Linked DNA regions of Danio rerio: region 1 is linked to region 2. A link is a contact called in public HiChIP or PLAC-seq data. All regions are on one chromosome and are shown on one strand. The core of a region is the stretch at or near the end of the contact, and the rest is flanking DNA. Distances in the headings are between cores, read along the strand shown. Region 1 holds the start of n4bp1 (nedd4 binding protein 1). Region 2 holds the start of cbln1 (cerebellin 1 precursor).

Region 1 (6,183 bases), core at 3,438-5,937, 300 kb after region 2:
GAAGGGATGGATGGATATTTAGATGAAAGGATATATAGATGGATGGATGGATGGATGGATGCATAGCCAAACAAACAGACAGATAGATGAATGGATAGATGGATGGATTGATATTTAGATGGGTATATGGGTGGATGGATGTATATATGGACAAAAGGACGAACAGATGGATGGATGCAAAGCTAGCCAGACAGACAAATAGATAGATAGATAGATAGATAGATAGATAGATAGATAGATAGATAGATAGATAGATAGATAGATAGATAGATAGATAGATAGATAGATAGATAGATGAAAGATAGATAGATAGATAGATAGATAGATAGATAGATAGATAGATAGATAGATAGATAGATAGATAGATAGATAGATAGATAGATGAAAGAGATAGATAGATAGATAGATAGATAGATAGATAGATAGATAGATAGATAGATATAGATAGATAGATAGATAGATAGATAGATAGATAGATAGATAGATAGATAGATAGATAGATAGATAGATAGATAGATAGATAGATAGATAGATAGATAGAGTTTATTGCAAATGTGAAGCAGGAGACATGATGGGGTGGAGCATGAGGTGTGTGTGTGTGTGTGTGTGTGTGTGTGAATGGCAGTTGTCTTTGTGCTGTGTGAATGTTTCTTGTATCTCCTCTAGAGAGAGAGAGCTCTGTGTGGTGAATGGGCTCTATAGCTGCTGCCTCTGCTTGTGTTGAAAACTACCTCGTGGCCTTGTCCTCTTCCAGCAGTCTACTTTTGTTCTAGCTCCTCTTCTGCTCCCCCTCCCCTGCACAGATGCAGAGCCCACACACTCGCTGTCCATGAGAGCTTCAAAGAAAAAGTGTTTAGTTTTATGCACAGGTTTTAGTTTTACCCTGAAACTTGGGTGTCTATTGCAGTTGAATAAATGTGCTGTCATCTCTGTAAAGGAAGAGAAGGGATTTTGTAAATGTGGTTAATGTGAACCGAAAGACTCAAAAAGCACCAATTGACTCCACTGATCTGTATTAAATGTAAAAGAAAGAAAGACATTTCTACCACATCAGAAACAATCAAGCTTTGCTAAATCATGAAAATCCTAAACAGTGAAATTATGACATAAAAAAGCTTCTTTTTGCTTGACTTGCTTATCAATTTGTCAAAACAATTTTAGCATTATGACTTTTAATTTCAAAATTATAAATTGCATCAGAATGTAGCATTGATCACACATTATCTTAGTGCTAATCATACTATTTGACTGTAAATTAATAAATGAAACTGGAAGTTGCTAGAATTATTTTGTAAAATAAAATATAGTAAAAATGTAAACATGTTTACAAAAGAACCTGTCAGTTTTGCTGTATAAATCTGTAATAAAAGGATAGAGTCATTTACACAAACACAAAACATCTGTAACACATATCACTTACATAAAAGCTAAGTGCAAACAACTGATGACTAATATGAACTATTTTAATGGATAATAATAATAGGGCAGTAGGGTGGCGTAGTGTGTAGCACAATGACCTCACAGCAAGAAGGTCGCTGATTCGAGCCCTAGCTGGGTCAGTTGGCGTTTCTGTGTGGAGTTTGTATGTTGTCCCCGTGTTTGCGTGGGTTTCTTCTTCGTGCTCCGGTTTCCCCCACAGTCAAACACACATGCACTATTGGTGAATTGGGTAAGCTAAATTGTCAGTAGTGTATGCGTGTGAATGGGTGCGTATGGATGTTCCCCAGTGATGGGTTGCAGCTGGAAGGGCTGCAAAAGAGGCTGAGCCAAAAGAAAAATGATTCAAGGCTGAGCCAAAAGAAAAATGAACTATTAATAATGATAATAATAATCTGCATAATAAAATGTGTAATATTGCAGAGGGATTTATGGGAATGTTTAAGATGTTACTTTCAAAAATGAGCAAGTTTAGCATTGACTCTGCTGTACTTTTTTAACAAACTCAAAAGGTCTTATCCCTCTTTTCTAAAGTCCAGTAGACTATGGCTTCAAGTCATTGTTTTTTTTCCTAGACACACCAAAACATCTCCAAAAACATAAATGTTTGCAGGATAATAATAATATTTTTGGGGATTGAATGTATGCTCAAATTTCTGACTTTCATTTAATTATAAATGCAAAGCATGTTTTTGTCTAATGTTATGCCTGATATCAATGCTGTTTAAAAAAAGAAGAATAATACTGTCCCCTTACACACAGTCTCAATAAACAAATGTTTGCAGGAGTATGTGAAACCAAAGACTATACAATGTAAGGACTTTGGTGGAACACGGAAAAGCAGAGAGAACAGAACAACCGATGAAACACAATTGTTGTGTATTTTATAAAGGAACTAATCATATACCACAGTGATGAAAACTATTTTTAATCAAGTTTTTATGTGTATCGTATTTCTTTTTTTATTTTCCTTTTTACATTTTTATTTATTTATTTGTTATTACTGTACTGGTGTTGCAATGTATGTACCCTATAAATACACCTGCTTTGCATTTGTATGACGCTTGAGGGCTTGAACCTTGATGTATGCAGACCATTAGCTATGTGCCGTCAGCCGATGCCCTTCCAGCTCCAACCCATCTCTGGGTAACATCCACAGACACTCATTCCCTACGGACAATTTAGCCTACCTAATTCACTTGTACCGCATGTCTTTGGACTGTTGGGGAAACCGGAGTAAATGCACGTGAACGCAGCAAGAACATGCAAACTCCTCACAGAAACGCCAACTTACCCAGCTGAGACTCGAATCAGCTACCTTATTGCTGTAAGGCGACAGCACTCCCTACTGTGCCACTCCATACCAATACTACATTTGATCTATTTTATATTTGTATTCTTTATAGCCTAATTATTTATTTTCTAGCGTTTCTCTAACTATGTAAGAACGTCTAACGATCTAAAAAACAATATTTGTATTTCAGATTTTAAGATATTCATATAGAATTCATGTTCATAGAATAAAAATATTAACAATTTACTTAAAGTCCCCATGAACCGGAAGCTGTGGCTGTTCATTTATTTATTTATTTTTGTATTGTGATGCATTTCCTAGAGAAACAGAATATTGAATAAGAAAACAATGGGCATGGCTGCTGTGAACTGAATGGATGTAGTAAAGTAGGCTTTTCAGTCAGAAAGATTAGGAAAAGGGTTTAGGGAGAGTTATTACAACCTATAGATACATCCTTCTTACCATTTCTGTTTGTTGCCAATTGGAGGGGCGTGGTTACATATAATAGCCACGCCCATTTGCTAATCTGAAATTTTAACTGAAAAAAAGTGCATTTTCAGATTTCAATTAAAGGGGTGGTCCAGAAAGTAATTTTAAGGCTTGGTTGTGTTGATAAGATGCAAAGCAATGTGTGCTCATGTTTCACTTGAAGGAAATCGCCTTATTTTTTCATAAATCTCACTTTGATTTCATACAGCTACTCAGCTAACATGAACATGGGAGGGACATGATCAAATGCCTTCTCCAAGTCCACAAAACACATGTGGACTGGTTGAGCATACTCCCATGAACCCTCGAGCACCCTGGTGAGGGTACAGAGCTGGTCCAGTGTACCACGGCCTGGACGAAAACCGCATTCTTCCTCCTGGATCCTCGGTTCAACCATTGGCCGGATCATCCTCTCCAGTACCCTGGCATAGACTTTCCCCGGGAGGCTGAGGAGTGTGATCCCCCTATAGTTGGAGCACACCCTCTGGTCCCCCTTCATAAAAATGGGAACCACCACCCCAGTTGCCCAGTCCAAAGTTACTGTTCCCGACCTCCATGCAATGTTGTAAAGACATGTCAGCCACGACAGCCCCACAACATCCAGAGACCTAAGATACACATGGTGAATCTCATCCACCCCCGCTGCTTTGCCACTGCGGAGCTTGCAAACTACCTCAGTGACCTCAGCTTGGGTGATGGGCGAGTCCACCCCTGCATCCCCAGTCTCTGCTTCCTCGATGAAAGACATGCCGGTGGGGTTAAGGAGATCCTCAAAGTATTCCTTCCACCGCCCGACAACATCCCCAGTTGAGGTCAGAGGACCCTCACAATAAGCTTGGGCCTACCAGGTTTGTCCAGCTTTCCCCCTTGCCAGCGGATCCAACTCATTTAGTCATTTACATTTAGTCATTAGCAGACGCTTTTATCCAAAGCGACTTACAAATGAGGACAAGGAAGAAACTTACAGAACTATAAGAGCAACAATGAATAAGTGCTATAGTCAAGTTTCAGTTCTGTAAAGTCTAAGAAGGAAAGTATTAGTACTTTTTTTTTTGAGTAAAAGTATTGATACTGCTCTAAAAAATGCACTCATGGGAAGGTTTAAGTACACATTTTTTAAACTACTTTGTAAATTACAATTCCTAAAATTAGAAAAACTACTCAATTACAGTAACTGGAGTATATGTTATTTGTAACTTTACAACACTGCTCAATCGTGGGTCACCTAAAACATGGTTGGTATATCACAGGTTATTTCACAGTTTTTATTAACATTTCCCTTCTCTCTCCGACTATGTTACCCAGCATTATTTTACTATTGTTTACAATAGTAACAACAATTGCAGTGTGATATTTTTGGCGTAAACAGTGTGGTGGTTACCACGAGCAACAGACTCTTATCTGTAATCATAGCAGATGACGTATCACCAAACGTCGTCGTCTGCTGATGACGTGCGATGCGCGGGGATTTCCGGGTGCGACGGGGATGTAAGCTACCAGGCTAACGAAAGTAACGTCAAAACACAGATACTACAGCGCTGTTGACAAACGTCAAGACAGAGCCAGCAGGAAGCGATCATGAAGGGAGTAAAAGATTCATTTTACAAGGAGCGTTTCTAAAAGTGAATGTACTTGTATTAGCGTAGATCGATACGGCTGAAAATAAAATGTCAACAACGCGGCCCCTCCTCGGGATGAAGCGAATCACCGAGGTAACCTGCACGGAGCCGCCGGGAGGCAGACAGTCACCGACCGCCAGCAGAGCACAACCCGATTCGCTCACCGTAGACGAGTTTACAGTGCACGAAGACAAGCAGACCGAGCTCAAATGCAGCAAACCGAAGGTCGAACAGGTTTTCCAAGTGACATTCACGATTATCGGGCTCCTGGATCATACTGGAGCCCACGGAAGTAAGGCTTCCAGACAGATCTGGCTCCAGCTTAAAGGGAAAAAGGAGGATGTGTATAAAGCGAAGGTAAATCAAAGTAAATCAAGATGTTAGTTGTGGTAATAATGTTTGTCCTTTGTTTTTGTTTATACCTAATTTTCACAAGAGAAATTGATGAACTTGCTGTGAGGCAAAGTTGCAACGTAATAGCTGGAGGAAGCTGAGATTACCCTGAACTCAGTCAGCTGCGTCAGTCGGCAACATGTTTGTCTTTATTTGACATTTACACCTCGCCTTATAGTATGCTGTTGTCTCTTTTGTGTCTGTCTGCCCCCACAAAAATGATTTTAATCATGCTTTCATTTTGCCTACTAAAACCTTTTTCAAGACAGCGTTTTAAATAGAAGTCCACCAGAGTTCAAAGTGTGCTTGTGTAGTTCATTGCAAGTTTGCTTATCTAGTTCAGAAGAAATGAGCAACAGAAAGATTTAAAATGGTCACTCTATTTACACACATTGTTCCAGACCAACTTTTAATTAGGGTGGAACACAGAACTTTGGCTTTTTTTTTAGTTATCTTTTTTCGAAGAGAAGATAAACAGCAACCCATTGGCCATTTGTTTATCTAAAACAAAATTACTTATTTATAGATCTGAGGTTGAAAAGTAACACCACACTCATCGTGATGTAGTATTACACATCAGCTTGGTTATGATTCATAAGGACAAATTGTTTTGGACACATACCATCTGTGCTTATTTAGGATCTCAGTTGTTAATTATAATGCTTAAATTTCCCATTAGAGTTGTGCGTTATGTACATTTTGAGTAAGTTTCGCCGAACTACATAGATCCAGCATATTGTAAATGAGGTCAGTGTATTTCATAATATCTCAGCAGACAGTAATACATTTGTAAGCTTTCATACTCATGAAATATCGATCCAACCCTGTATATTATCATGAAAATGTTTCCTGTTAATGTGGTATCAAAAAAAAAGATTTACCAACCAAGACAGCAACAAAAGATGTGTTTTTACTAAACGTGTGGCATCATCGCCCAATCCTAACATTCAA
Region 2 (6,923 bases), core at 3,324-5,823:
CTTTTGAGAACTGAAGTGTTTGAATGCTAATTGTACTTTAACGACTATGTTCCAGGTAGCCCTGCTCTGCTGGGAGGGATCTGCACTTATCTTGATTTTCCTTTTCTCGTCATTTGGACAGACATGCGTTTTGTTGTTATGTTCTAGAGGTGTTTTCCTGCTCTAGCAGCCAGGCATTGAGAGCCAGCTGGCAGCAGCGCACACACCGTCACGCCTAACATGTCACTGACACACCTCTCTTTCTCTCTCTCTTTATTTATTTTTTTTACACCATCCTCGCTTCATGATGCAGGGAGATGGAAGCACCTTAGGCAGCAGAATGATGCAACGAGACCTGCGGGATGTGGAGTGTGACAGGACATTCCTCACAGGGAAGCTGTCACTAGACAACATCTGTCCTGACGCTCCGCTAACCTGACTTTCACTGTTCATCTACAGCTTCAGAAGACTGTCATGCCTATCCATCTATCTATCTGTCTGTCTGTCTATCTATCTATCTATCTATTTATCTATCTATCTATCTATCTATCTATCTATCTATCTATCTATCTATCTATCTATCTATCTGTCTGTCTGTCTGTCTGTCTGTCTGTCTGTCTGTCTGTCTGTCTGTCTGTCTGTCTGTCTGTCTATCGTTTTATCTATCTATCGTTCTATCTATCTATTGTTCTATCGTATTATCTATCGTTCAATCTATCTATTGTTCTATCATTCTATCCATCTATTGTTCTATCGTATTATCTATCGTTCTATCTATCTATTGTTCTATCATTCTATCTATCTATTGTTCTATCATTCTATCTATCTATTATTCTATCGTTCTATCTATATATCATTCCATCCATCCATCCATCCATCCATTCATCTATGTCCATTTATCTGTCTGTCTGTCTGTCTGTCTATCAATATCATTCTATCAATCCATCCATCCATCCTTCCTTCCTTCCTTCCATCCATCTATTGTTCTATTATCTATCTATCTATCTATCTGTCTGTCTGTCTGTCTATCTATCGTTCTATCAATCCATCCATCCATCCATCCATCCATCTATCGTTCTATTTATCTGTCTGTACATCAGGGGTGCCCAATCTCAGTCCTGGAGGGCCGATGTCCGGCAGTGTTTATCTCGAACTTGCTTCAACACACCTGCCAGGATATTTCTAGCAAGCCTACTAAGAGCCAGATTAACTAGCCCACACTGTAAAAAAAATCTGTAATTTTACGGTTTATTTCTGGCAGCTGAGGTGCTGGGAAAATACGTAAAATAACGGCTGTTAAATTACAGAAATGTCCTTTAATTAAAATTTCTGGTAAATTTCTGTAATTCAACCTCTGTTATTTTACAGAAAATTTCTGTAATTTAACAGCCATTATCTTAACTAATAAACTGTAAAATTATTTTTTTTTACAGTGCAGGTGTGTCTCATTGGGGTTGGATTTAAACTATGCAGGACACTGGCTCTCCAGGACCAAGTTTGGGCACCCCTGATCTACAAGTATCTGCCATAGGGAACTTGAACCAGCGACCTTCTTGCTGTGGGGCGACAGTGCTAACCACTGAGTCACCGTGTTGCCCTTGTATTCTGTCTGGATTATATTTCTGGCCTATGCATCATATTGTGCCCTTTAAAGTGACACTGACAACCAAAAATGAAAACTCTCTCATGTTCTTATCCTAATGTGGCTGCAGATTTTAGCTGTATGATTTTTTTTTTGTTTCAAATAAGCTTCAATATTTGTAGTCTATAAAATGCAGGTGCACCATACCCCTAAATTTTCATACTTTTCTCACACATATGTAATTTCTCTTCAGAGGTTGTGTGGGTTGCCATAATGTCATGTTTATGCAGTTTTTGATATGTGGATGACCATTCCAGAGATGACATGTTTTGTACTTGTGCCATTGCATTTTGTTTAGTTGTTACTCCTTTGATCATACCCTTGCTCCGTATGCCTGCTTGATATTTTATTTGATGTATTTCACTTTGATGATTCAGTATGATGAAACAAAAATCATCATTCTTGTTTTTATTTTGGCTTATTTACTATATTCCTTCCTTTTTAATTCTCAAGTTTAAAGTTGTACTTCAATGGTTTGTTTTCTGATTATTTACGCTTTTTTTCCGTTACAGGACCTTGATCTCTGTTCTGACAACTTTTAGTTGAAAAGTTGAACTAAAGTTACATTTTAGTAGTTTGAAATTATATGATGTCTGGGTTAGCACTGTCGCCTCACAGCAAGAAGGTTGCTTGGGCAGTTGGTATTTCTGTGTAGAGTTTGCAAGTTCTCCCTGTATGGGCGTGGGCTATAGGTAAATTGAATAAACTAAATTGTCCATAGTGTATGTGTGTGAGTGTGTATTAGTGTTTCCCAGTACTGGGTTGCAGCTGGAAGGCCATCCACTGTGTAAAACATATACTGGAAAAGGTGGTGCATTCCACTGTGGCGACCCCTAATCAATAAAGGGACTAAGCCGAAAAAAAATGAATGATTGAATAATGTTTGGGTTGGTGATGTAAATGATTGTCCAAAAAACCAAAACAAACAAATGATCTGCCAGTATTGTAACACAATAAGAGGAAAAATAACGCAATACGTTTTAAAAAAATACTTTAATTATAATCTGATTTTATGAGTTTTTCGAGTTTAGATTTGCGGATAACGTGAAGTGTGAGACGATGAACACATAACTGCATGTTTTAGCTTCCAGCGCTTTTAAGGCATTTTTAACAGCACACCACTGCAGTCTTGTGGGTGGCTGACCTTACTAAAGCTGTGCCTACAGCTCATCATCTCTTCTTTAGAACATTTCTTTTGATAAAGTGAATAGGTGACTTGCTGACTCCAGATCAGCATGCCGTCTGCTCCTGTTGAGATAACTGTGAGATACAGGTGGTGAAATACCTACTGTTTATTCTCTTTGCTTTCACCATAACAGCAGGTACCCATACGTTGGTGTGCACATAAAAGTATCTGTGTATAATTATATATTTTTTTCTCCTGTACCAGGTCCAGATCTGCAAATACTAACAAAAACACTTCCCTTTCATATGTGGCGTCCAATTTAATGAACTATCGGCTCAACTCTCGTATTCTCCTACATGCTTTGTTGTCGCTGTTTCTTTCAAATGTCAAGCTCGTCCTCTGTTCTTGTTTAGCTCGCCATGTCTCTTTTCTTGCTAAAACCTGCTCAGTGATCTCATTTATTAAATGTCATGTAGGAACTGCGCTGGCGCAGAATGAGCGCTGTCAGAAAAAATGAGAATCGCGCGGGCCTCAGACGCCACATGCCATCAACAACTCTGCGCCAAATATTTGGAGCAACAGCATATGTTCCCTAAGTTTGCGGCGTAAATGTTCTACGCAGACTTCTCCGTTTATTCACAATGCGTCAGCTGTTTCCCAAGACTGCTGTGGTAGATAAAGATTGTTGTATAGCCAGTAGTTATTCAATTGCCACAGTTAAACTATGGTGATTTTTATATCCACGGTATTGCATTAGAAGCATGTGGTATAATTGTTTTAAAAATGCATAATAAAAAGATATCTGTGCCAAAACCCGTAATAGGTTAAATCTATTTAAACCTATTTAATAAAAATGTATTTCTAGCCTACATTATACGATACATTAACAAGTAAAATGTGCTTTGCAGCTTAAATATAGTCTACCCATAACTGTCGTGAAGGTGGTAAAATAAAGGCCACCACACCAAGACTTGCGTTAATTAAAATAGCCTTTTCTTGAGCCATAGCTAAAAATACAGGCAGACTGACAGTTTAGTAACAAAATATCGCCTAACTTACTTGTAAATATTTAACATTTAATAAAAAATACACAAAGGATCTGCAAAAAAACGTCCAGGATTTTTATGAATATTTTTTAAAGAAATAGCCTACTTAACTTACAATAAAAAAATAGTTGCACATTGTAAATGCATGTTAAATTACATTCTTTATTTTTACTTTAAAAGCCCATATTTGTAAAGTAAAATTAAATTTCTTCTCCATTATATTGAATTTATTATTTGAATTTATTATTTTCCATATTTTAATTTTCCTTTCTAACAAAATCACTTTTTTAAGACGCGGTCTTCCTGTTAAAAGTTGACTAGCGGAAATATGTTGCTTATCATCCTTTTCCTCAGCAATAGGTGTCCGGTGGTGAGCAAAACAACTTTTTCAACTTCTTCCACCCGCCTTTCATGAAGCCAGCCTCCGCTGCGTTTCCGCGCGCTCCCAATCCATTCATCTTGAGTTAGAATTATGGCATGGAAGAATAAATTGCGTCCTTGTGTCCGGCAGAACGATGATAAAATAACGCGCCCCTATTTTCAGCGGATCGGGGTGTCATCCCCTTCTGTCTGCTGAGTAGGATCCACCTGTAAGATACTCCTTTTGAGGGGTGGGACCCCATCGGCGCTGTCACGAGAAGAGGCGGTCCATGCACTAGCTTGGAAAAAGGATTGGAAAAGTAAAGAGCGTCTCCTGCGCTGATTGGGGGCCCGGAGGGGAGAGCGAGGAGGGCGGGAGGATTGCGCTCACGAGCCTTTGTGTTTCACTTCTAATATCTCACATATCAATAATTGAGCGCGCGAGCAGACGGACCCCACGCGCTATGTATTCTACTGCGCGCGAGCAGGGAAAGGGCCTTGATCCGCTTCCAGTCGGCTCTTCTACTACGGACTGAAAGGGAACGAGTGGGGAAACTGTTTTAGTCTTAACTTGAACTGTTTGGAAGGACTTCATTGTACAGTGAGGACAGGTGTGGAGTGTTTTTGGTTCGGGATTTGAGCGGGCTGTGTTGTCTTTGAGAGAAGACTGCTGTTAGGTGCGGAGCGAAGTTGGCATGATGTTGACGTTGGTGCTCGGCGCAGTGTGGTTAGTGTGCCATGCATACGCACAGAACGAGACAGAGCCCATCGTATTGGAGGGGAAATGCTTGGTCGTGTGCGATTCAAATCCCACCTCAGACCCCACTGGGACGGCTCTTGGGATATCGGTGCGCTCGGGAAGCGCCAAAGTGGCTTTTTCCGTGGTGAGAAACACGAACCACGAGCCGTCGGAGATGAGCAATCGAACTATGGTGATCTACTTCGATCAGGTACAGTTTCAGTATGGAAAGAGGCACGTGTTTTGTTTAATCTTACTTTTGACGCGTTGGGATCAGTGGGATGTTTTTTTGTGTCACGGTTACAAATGCAAACCAGATCGCAAAATCAAAGAAATATCGCAGCAATGAAAGCTTTAACTGATACGTGTAATCTAGGGAGATGTCACATTTCCTTCCACTTCGTTAAAGGTCAATTACAGGCTAATGGCTTTCAATTATATCTAATAGCCGTGAACTTCTTTGTCGTGTCTTAAAACTATCCTCCATCTGCTCTTGTATGTATAATCAATTGATTTGCTGCTTTGTACAAGCGAGTTTTCACTGTAAAACTTCAAGAGACAAAACTTATTGTAATAAGGCGTTTTTAAGCGATGTTTGGCTTCGATTCTGATGTCTGCATCCTCCTTCAGGTACTGGTCAACGTTGGTAGAAGTTTCGACGAAGAAAGGAGCAATTTCTTCGCCCCGCGCAAAGGGATATACAGTTTTAATTTCCACGTAGTGAAAGTGTATAATCGTCAAACTATCCAGGTAAGTGCACATTCCTTAATGGTCACCATTCTCTAACGTATTTTTGGTGCACTTGGGGCATTGAATTAGTTGAGAAAATTGCTAAATCCAAGTCTTTCTTTAGGTTAATTCTTTGTTTTATTACCTCAATTAAAACGAGATTAACACTCAGCCAAAAATTGGCCCGCAGACAAGACTGGCGCGTGTTCAGGACCATGGACAGTGAATGCTCTGCTCATGACCGATTCGACTTCTGATTTTTCAATGTCTGTACAGCACTATATATATATATATATATATATATATATATATATATATATATATATATATATATATATATATATATATATATATATATATATGTGTGTGTGTGTGTGTGTGTGTGTGCGCACGCTGTCTTTAGCCAATTTACATGTACTATCAAAACGCTGCATCTCAGAGGATTTACAACTCTCTTTATTCCGTGCAGGTCGTGCTGAAGGCAGTAGTTTGGAGCTGTGTATACGAGACTCACACACACTAATAAATGATGTGATTCATAAATCTAAACCAATGCTCTCTAAGATCATTTAATTAGGACAAATTAAACATTTGGAAATAGTCTTGGGTTGGAAGGCCTTTTTAAAGTTTTATTTAATGTATGCTAACCGCAAGAATTACAAGACTGATATTTAAGCCTTGTAAACTTTAATATTTTTATCACATCATTACCCAAATATCATGTGTAAGGAAGAGCCTATTGTTCATAGCCTGTGTTGCGCAATAAGTGTGAACAGATAGACACAGTGTAAAAGATAAAAACAAAATTTTCTAATAATGCTCATCTAATGTGTCTGGAGCAAACAGAAAATGTAGTTTTTACACATATTGTCTATAATTGATTCCATGCTGATTTGAATATAGACCTTAATTTCAATTAGTTCTAAAGCCACTTTTTTAATGAGCAAAGTTGTACTGAACTAATCACATATGTTTGGTTAGAGTAATACAACTGTCTGTGTGTGAAAGGCTTTGTTCTTTTATGTACACTTCAGACTTCAAAGAAAACATGATTTCCACTCTGTTGATCAGGGAGGGAGGAACAGGCCTCTGTATTAGCATTCAGAACATAGGATAAACACGCACAATGATCTAAAAAGCTCTATAAATAATATAGCAACACACTGTATCTGCATGGATCTCACAAATCTGTATGGAAAACACACACCGTGTTTGTATGAATTGTTTGCTTGGAGAACTGCATGCATTGGGTAGAAAAATTCTTATAGTCGATCTTGTTCAGTACTCGAAGGACAAGTCGGT

Evidence for each region. HiChIP or PLAC-seq counts read pairs in DNA pulled down with a chosen protein or histone mark.
Region 1: a contact with region 2 is called in an H3K4me3 HiChIP or PLAC-seq map of embryo, with 5 times the contacts expected there. The contact joins the promoter of n4bp1 here to the promoter of cbln1 in region 2.

What each region holds. Positions count from the first base shown.
Region 1 is chr18:19,788,125-19,794,307 of GRCz12tu, forward strand. It overlaps n4bp1 (nedd4 binding protein 1), which reads left to right and starts at 4,688. Exons shown (of 7, transcript NM_199787.2): 1 at 4,688-5,196. The coding sequence starts at 4,888.
Region 2 is chr18:19,485,415-19,492,337 of GRCz12tu, forward strand. It overlaps cbln1 (cerebellin 1 precursor), which reads left to right and starts at 4,574. Exons shown (of 3, transcript NM_001430964.1): 1 at 4,574-5,103; 2 at 5,523-5,642. The coding sequence starts at 4,852.